Regions from separate parts of the Mus musculus genome. Here region 1 is linked to region 2. The links are chromatin contacts, called in public ChIA-PET maps. All regions are on one chromosome and are shown on one strand. The core of a region is the stretch at or near the end of the contact, and the rest is flanking DNA. Distances in the headings are between cores, read along the strand shown. Region 1 holds the start of Cyp2u1 (cytochrome P450, family 2, subfamily u, polypeptide 1). Region 2 overlaps Hadh (hydroxyacyl-Coenzyme A dehydrogenase).

What was found. ChIA-PET counts read pairs in DNA pulled down with a chosen protein or histone mark.
Region 1: a contact with region 2 is called in an RNA polymerase II ChIA-PET map of memory CD8 T cells, with 16 read pairs. The contact joins the promoter of Cyp2u1 here to the enhancer-like site in region 2. A contact is called at or near these places in 3 of 39 promoter capture datasets (embryonic stem cells and liver), 1 of 484 Hi-C or Micro-C datasets (Sertoli cells), 3 of 115 datasets of contacts at active chromatin or transcription factors (embryonic stem cells, memory CD8 T cells and microglia) and 2 of 9 other capture datasets (adipose tissue and liver).

Annotation. Positions count from the first base shown.
Region 1 is chr3:131,301,786-131,304,485 of GRCm38.p6, reverse strand. Cyp2u1 (cytochrome P450, family 2, subfamily u, polypeptide 1) reads left to right here and starts at 1,259. Exons shown (of 5, transcript NM_027816.3): 1 at 1,259-1,806. The coding sequence starts at 1,359.
Region 2 is chr3:131,249,497-131,252,196 of GRCm38.p6, reverse strand. It overlaps Hadh (hydroxyacyl-Coenzyme A dehydrogenase), which reads left to right. Exons shown (of 8, transcript NM_008212.4): 2 at 2,266-2,394. Among named protein-coding and RNA genes, the nearest start is that of Hadh, 21 kb to the left of the region's middle. Within about 2 kb of position 1,351, at least 33 of the 459 cell types and tissues checked have an H3K27ac peak or open chromatin away from gene starts, as enhancers often do. A contact at or near this core is called in adipose tissue and memory CD8 T cells, where this site is marked.

The sequences.
Region 1 (2,700 bases), core at 10-2,509, 52 kb before region 2:
TGTGAATTGAGCTCACCCGATAGTAGTGGGTTAGAGAATGGCATAAAGAGAAGGAAATGCCGTATTGGAGACTGCATCTGCCAACAAGCAGCTGGAAAGTGTATGTGTGCTCTGGGGAGAGTACAGTACTCCTGTGATCGCACCCAACAGTGGAAGCGTAAACAGGGGGCTTCCAATTAAGGCTGGACTGTGAGTTACAGGAGCGGCCAGTTGCAAGACAGTAACAAGATAATAATGAACATCTTAATGTCTTATACTCGGAAATCTTGTTTAAAGTCACACAAGAAAAGGAATCTGATAAGGGTTAATTACTGGAAATGTGACAGGGGCTTTTGTAGTTTGTGGAGGGGAGAAGGAAGAATGTATTTGTGTACTTTACTAACTACGGCAAAAGCAGTAGAGAACAGTAGATATTTTTTAAAAACCCACATAATAGGAAAAGAAGTCACCACCCTTCAAGCTTTGGTCATATTTATAACGCACCATAGTGTTCAAATTCTGTGTGGTGTGTGCGTGTGTTTGTTGGGAGGGAGTGATCTAACACAGGAACCAAACGTGGATCACAGGTGAAGCACTTCCCTACCACAAGCATGGGCTAGAATTTGACCCCCTCCCCCAGCATGGTAGTATATGTCTTTAATATGTGAATTCTGGAGGCAGATGTAGGTGGATCTCTGAATTGGTAGCCAAACTGGTCTACATAAGGAGTTCTAGGCTATCAAGATTCAAATAAAAGTAGAAAATAGAAATAAGAATAGAAAAATTAAAATAGAAAAAAAAGGGGGGGGGGCATCGACAATTCTAGGGAGAGTCTAACCGAGAGAAACCACAACATCTGGCCTGTAAATGACAGGAAGGTAAAGCACTCTGGAGCCATCCCCAGATGTTGGAATATCCACACATCACATTGTTGGATACTAGCTCAGCATTTCAGGTCTTGTCTAAGGCTAATTAATAAAGCAGTCACCCAGCCCGGGTTCTCTGAGTGTTTTGATATAGTCAGGCCATATGCAGAAACCCACAGAAAGCTCACACCCCCTGGAGGAGCCTGCTGCTGCTAGTGCACTAAACTGGCAAAACAAACAAACAAACAAACAAACAAACAAACAAAACCCCACTCAGGACAGCTCAGCTGTGCTGCGAGAGACCACTCGTCACCACCAGCCGTCCCGTAGGACGTCCCGCCCCCACCTTATGCAGGAGCAGCTGACTGGAGGATCCCGAGAGGGGCACGCGGCGCAGCCAATCGGAAGGGCGTGCCTTGCCCTGCCTCGCGGTTGACCTTGAGTCATGTAGCCGGCTACTGTCGCGGTGCCGGCGCGTCTGCAGCGGAGCTAGATGCAGGCGGTACCTGGGACATGTCCTCGCTCGGGGACCAGCGTCCCGCGGCAGGGGAGCAGCCGGGAGCTAGACTGCACGTGCGGGCGACAGGAGGCGCGCTGCTACTTTGCCTGCTGGCGGTGCTGCTAGGCTGGGTTTGGCTGCGGCGGCAACGCGCCTGCGGCATCCCTCCGGGGCCCAAGCCTCGGCCACTCGTGGGTAACTTCGGGCACTTGCTGGTGCCGCGCTTTCTACGACCGCAGTTCTGGCTGGGCTCGGGCAGCCAGACGGACACGGTGGGCCAGCATGTGTACCTGGCCAGGATGGCCCGTGTCTATGGCAACATCTTCAGCTTCTTCATCGGCCACCGTCTGGTGGTGGTCCTCAGCGACTTCCACAGCGTGCGCGAGGCGCTAGTGCAGCAGGCTGAAGTGTTCAGTGACCGCCCGCGGATGCCGCTCATCTCCATCATGACCAAGGAGAAGGGTGAGCGCGCCGCGGGCTCAGGATCCCCAGGCGGCAGGACCTGCGTCATGACCAGCATAGGGGATAGAGGACGGAGGCGTGGCTTTCTAGTGTGCGATTAAAGTGGGAGACACACTGGAAAGTGAGGGAGGTGTGGGCACCAAACTGTAAAATAAGGACCACCCACCCCGGAAGCCTTCCTTTGTCCCAAGTGAGGCCTTCTCACGCATAGGTCTGATCTCAACGTTTCTAAACATTGGCTGTGTTAGGAAAAGGGGGAGGGGGATTCATTTCACCGAGTATCATTCAGTTGCAAAAGTATAAGAAGATATTTTTTTCCCCCTTAGGAATGGCCAGAATCCAAGCTAGGAGACTGGTGAACCGGATGTGTTCATAGCCTCTAATATTTTGGCAAAGAATGTGGCTGCTCCCCGCGGGTGACTAAAGAACTTGCCTGAGGTTAAATTTAAGAGAAAGTGACTAATTTTTTTGAGAGAATATTTCAAGATAGCCAGTCTGTTCCCAGAGCCCGTGTATATCTCCCTCGGCAGACACAGGGTCTCGATCTCCTATTCTCCAGCCACCTGTCAATCCTGTGTTCTGTCTTCAGACACTGAAGTACAAGACTGAATCCATTGTGGGTGGCATATATATGCTTCGGTTCAGGAGAGTGGCCCCCTGACTTCATACTTTGATATCCCCTCCCTCACCCCATTTCTAATTTTGCCTTGGAAACTCCCCATGTAAGGCCTCAGAAAGCTCTGGAATTGGAGGCACCTGTAATGGGGAGGGCAGGTGTGAGCACTGGGCTGGAGCACGGAGAGCTTGACTGCTATATCAAGGGTAGTTAGTTCTTGTTCCTAAGGCCACTCCAGCCTCTGCAGAAAACAGAAGTTGGATGCGCTGAATTGCGTG
Region 2 (2,700 bases), core at 102-2,601:
GCCATTCGGGGCTTGCTGGTAGACAGGAGGCTTCATCGAGGCTGGTTCGCTTCTTTTGTGAATGAGAGTATAAACTCCCCATGTAGGAGAGCTGTCAAGAGCATCGCTCTCCGTTGTTGTTACGTCACCTGTGGTACAGCCTGGTGTCATGACTGTTTATGTCTTCTCAATTCTAAGAGCTGAAAAACCCAAGCAGTTTCCTACTGGAGATGAAGAGGGGGGAAGTATGGGTTGGGACCCATGTGGGTAAGAGCCCAGGAGTCCTGTTTGGCCACCTTGAGGAACGGTCTAGAGCAGAGGTCAGGAGAAACTATGTAAGAATCACTTGTTTCAAACACCATAGAGATATGGCAGAGGGGCCAAGAGCAGAAGCCCTCAAGGCAGCACTTGCTTGTCCCTGCGTTGCCGGTCATGAGCCTCTATTGGTGGCCCTCACTCCTGCCTGTCAAGTTGACAGTCTCTCAACTGCCAAACACAGAGCAGGCTAGTTCCCCGCCTGGCCCTACCAGGACCTTGAGATCTGTTCATTTCTGTTTCTCTGCTAGCCCTTCCCCCACGTGGTTCGGTAATTCTTTAGGAGGTCCCACGTACAGACATATGCAAGGTGGCAACTTACTACTGCTAAGGGATGAAGTAAAGAGGAAAGACTGCTGGAGTGTGTCAGGTGCCAGGCAAGAGCTGGCAAGGGCCTTCCCTGTCCCTCACAACCACATTGGACAGGTGTAGTTCCCTCGGCAGTGAGATGTGACAAACCATGTAAAAAGTTGTCTCTAGGTGCTCCAGCTAGAGACTTGGCATCCAGGCGTTTTACTGAGGAATAGCCATGCTATCATCCGGCGGATGGCCATGATATCATCTGATTCCGACATTGCACTGTCTCAGGAGAGCCTGCAGCAGCGGAAGCTGCATGGTCAGAGAAGGACGAGAACTCACTCCAAACCCAAGTTCTAGAGGTCAGCCCAGGGTCAGCTTCACAAGCGGCCTTCCTAAAAGCAGAGGACCTGGGTCTGCTGTGGTCACTCCCTTCTGTACTGTTTCCAAAGTTGCTCTGCCCAGTCACCTCGGCGTGTCGGCTCTTGGCCTTGGCTCGCTAGAGAAACACTGGCCTGGGTCCTCAAGTGTTCTGCTTTGGGAAACGGTCTGGCCTTACACTGACAGCGGGGTCACTCACTGTGTGCTTCTGTCTCTTATCGGGATGACTTGGCCTTCTTGCTCCCATCACCCTGATCTGTCAGTTCTCCTGCATCAGCAGCTTTCCCATTCTTTGTTTCTCAGATCCTGGGATGCTGAAGCTGCCCACAGGCCGGGCAGGCTCGGACCTGTACCACTGCGTGGGAGAAGCCCTAGGTGTAGCTGTCATTTTAAGCCTGCATTTCAACACTTCAAACTTGATGCAGCATTGGGAACCTGGCTGTGGGATTTGAACCTGTTGGCTCTCACTGCTCGTCTGGTTCTGTCTTATTCTCTCTGTGTTTTCTGCTTTGAGGCTTGGCTGCTTGGCTTCAGGAATCTCACATGATCACAGTGTTTTTCACCTTCTTACTTCTTGGGCAGATCTGCAGCTAGCCTGCCCCTCTCACCACACCACCAGTGCCCACCTGTCCTAAAACTGTGTCTCCAGGAAGTACTCAGGCTTCCTGGGGCCTCTTCTCAGGGTGGCTGTCACATCGTATCTGCGATAGATTGGGTGTGTCCTTCTACTCCTACCTTGAATTGAGTCACATTTGTGTGTAGATGACTCAATAGTCTTTTTTTTTTTTCCCCAACAAACTCCCTGTTCTGTGGTCCTTGCTGGGGCTTTTAGCAGACTGGTGAAAGAGGACTTGACTTGACCCTGACAGTGTGTAAAACAGGCTGGTTGTTTGTGGTCTTGGGACACAGCTTCACTCAATATACCTGTGTCTCAGGGATGTCGCCTACCCAGGGGGGAATGGAGAAGGCAAGAAATGTGGAATCCCCTTTGCCTCCCCAAACTGGCTAGTTGTCATAGACTCTGCTCTCCTTCTAGTTGTGTCCTTAAATAGCTCTTGGGGACAAGATCTTCATTGGCTTGGAGTAGAATTGTAAGCTTCACCTACTCCTGCTTTAAGGGCCACAAGAAGAGACGTGTTATGGAGAATTTGCGGCGTGACTTCGGACCGCCTCAGGCAAGAAGCAAGTGTCTGACCTTGGCTGATGCTTAGGCCCATGAGCTATTTTGAGTGGAATAGTAGTGGAAGCCATGTAGAATATGAAACTGATTCTTTTTTTTTTTTTTAAATTTAGGTAGCTGCAGCAACTGGCCATACAGTAGTATTGGTGGACCAAACGGAAGACATCCTGGCAAAATCCAAGAAGGGAATTGAGGAGAGTCTAAAGAGGATGGCAAAGAAGAAGTTCACAGAAAACCCTAAGGTAAGTTCTTATCAGTGGCTAAGGCCATTCCTCTGACGGCTCCACCTTTGTGTGTGTGTCTGTGTGTCTGTGTGGCTTCACCTCATTGTATGCTTGTGTCTAATTGCCTGAGGGGGTCCCTGCAGGTGTCAGGCGGTGACTTGGATCCCTGAGCAGAGATAAGAAAATCTGGTGCAGACTGGCTTTGTCAACCCGGATCAAAGCCAGGTGGGCCGTTGTCAGCACATTTAAAACACTGGACAATCTGGTGAAAGATTTCCAGGTGACAGTCAGCCCAATGCACCATGAAGCTTAAGTTGTGACTAC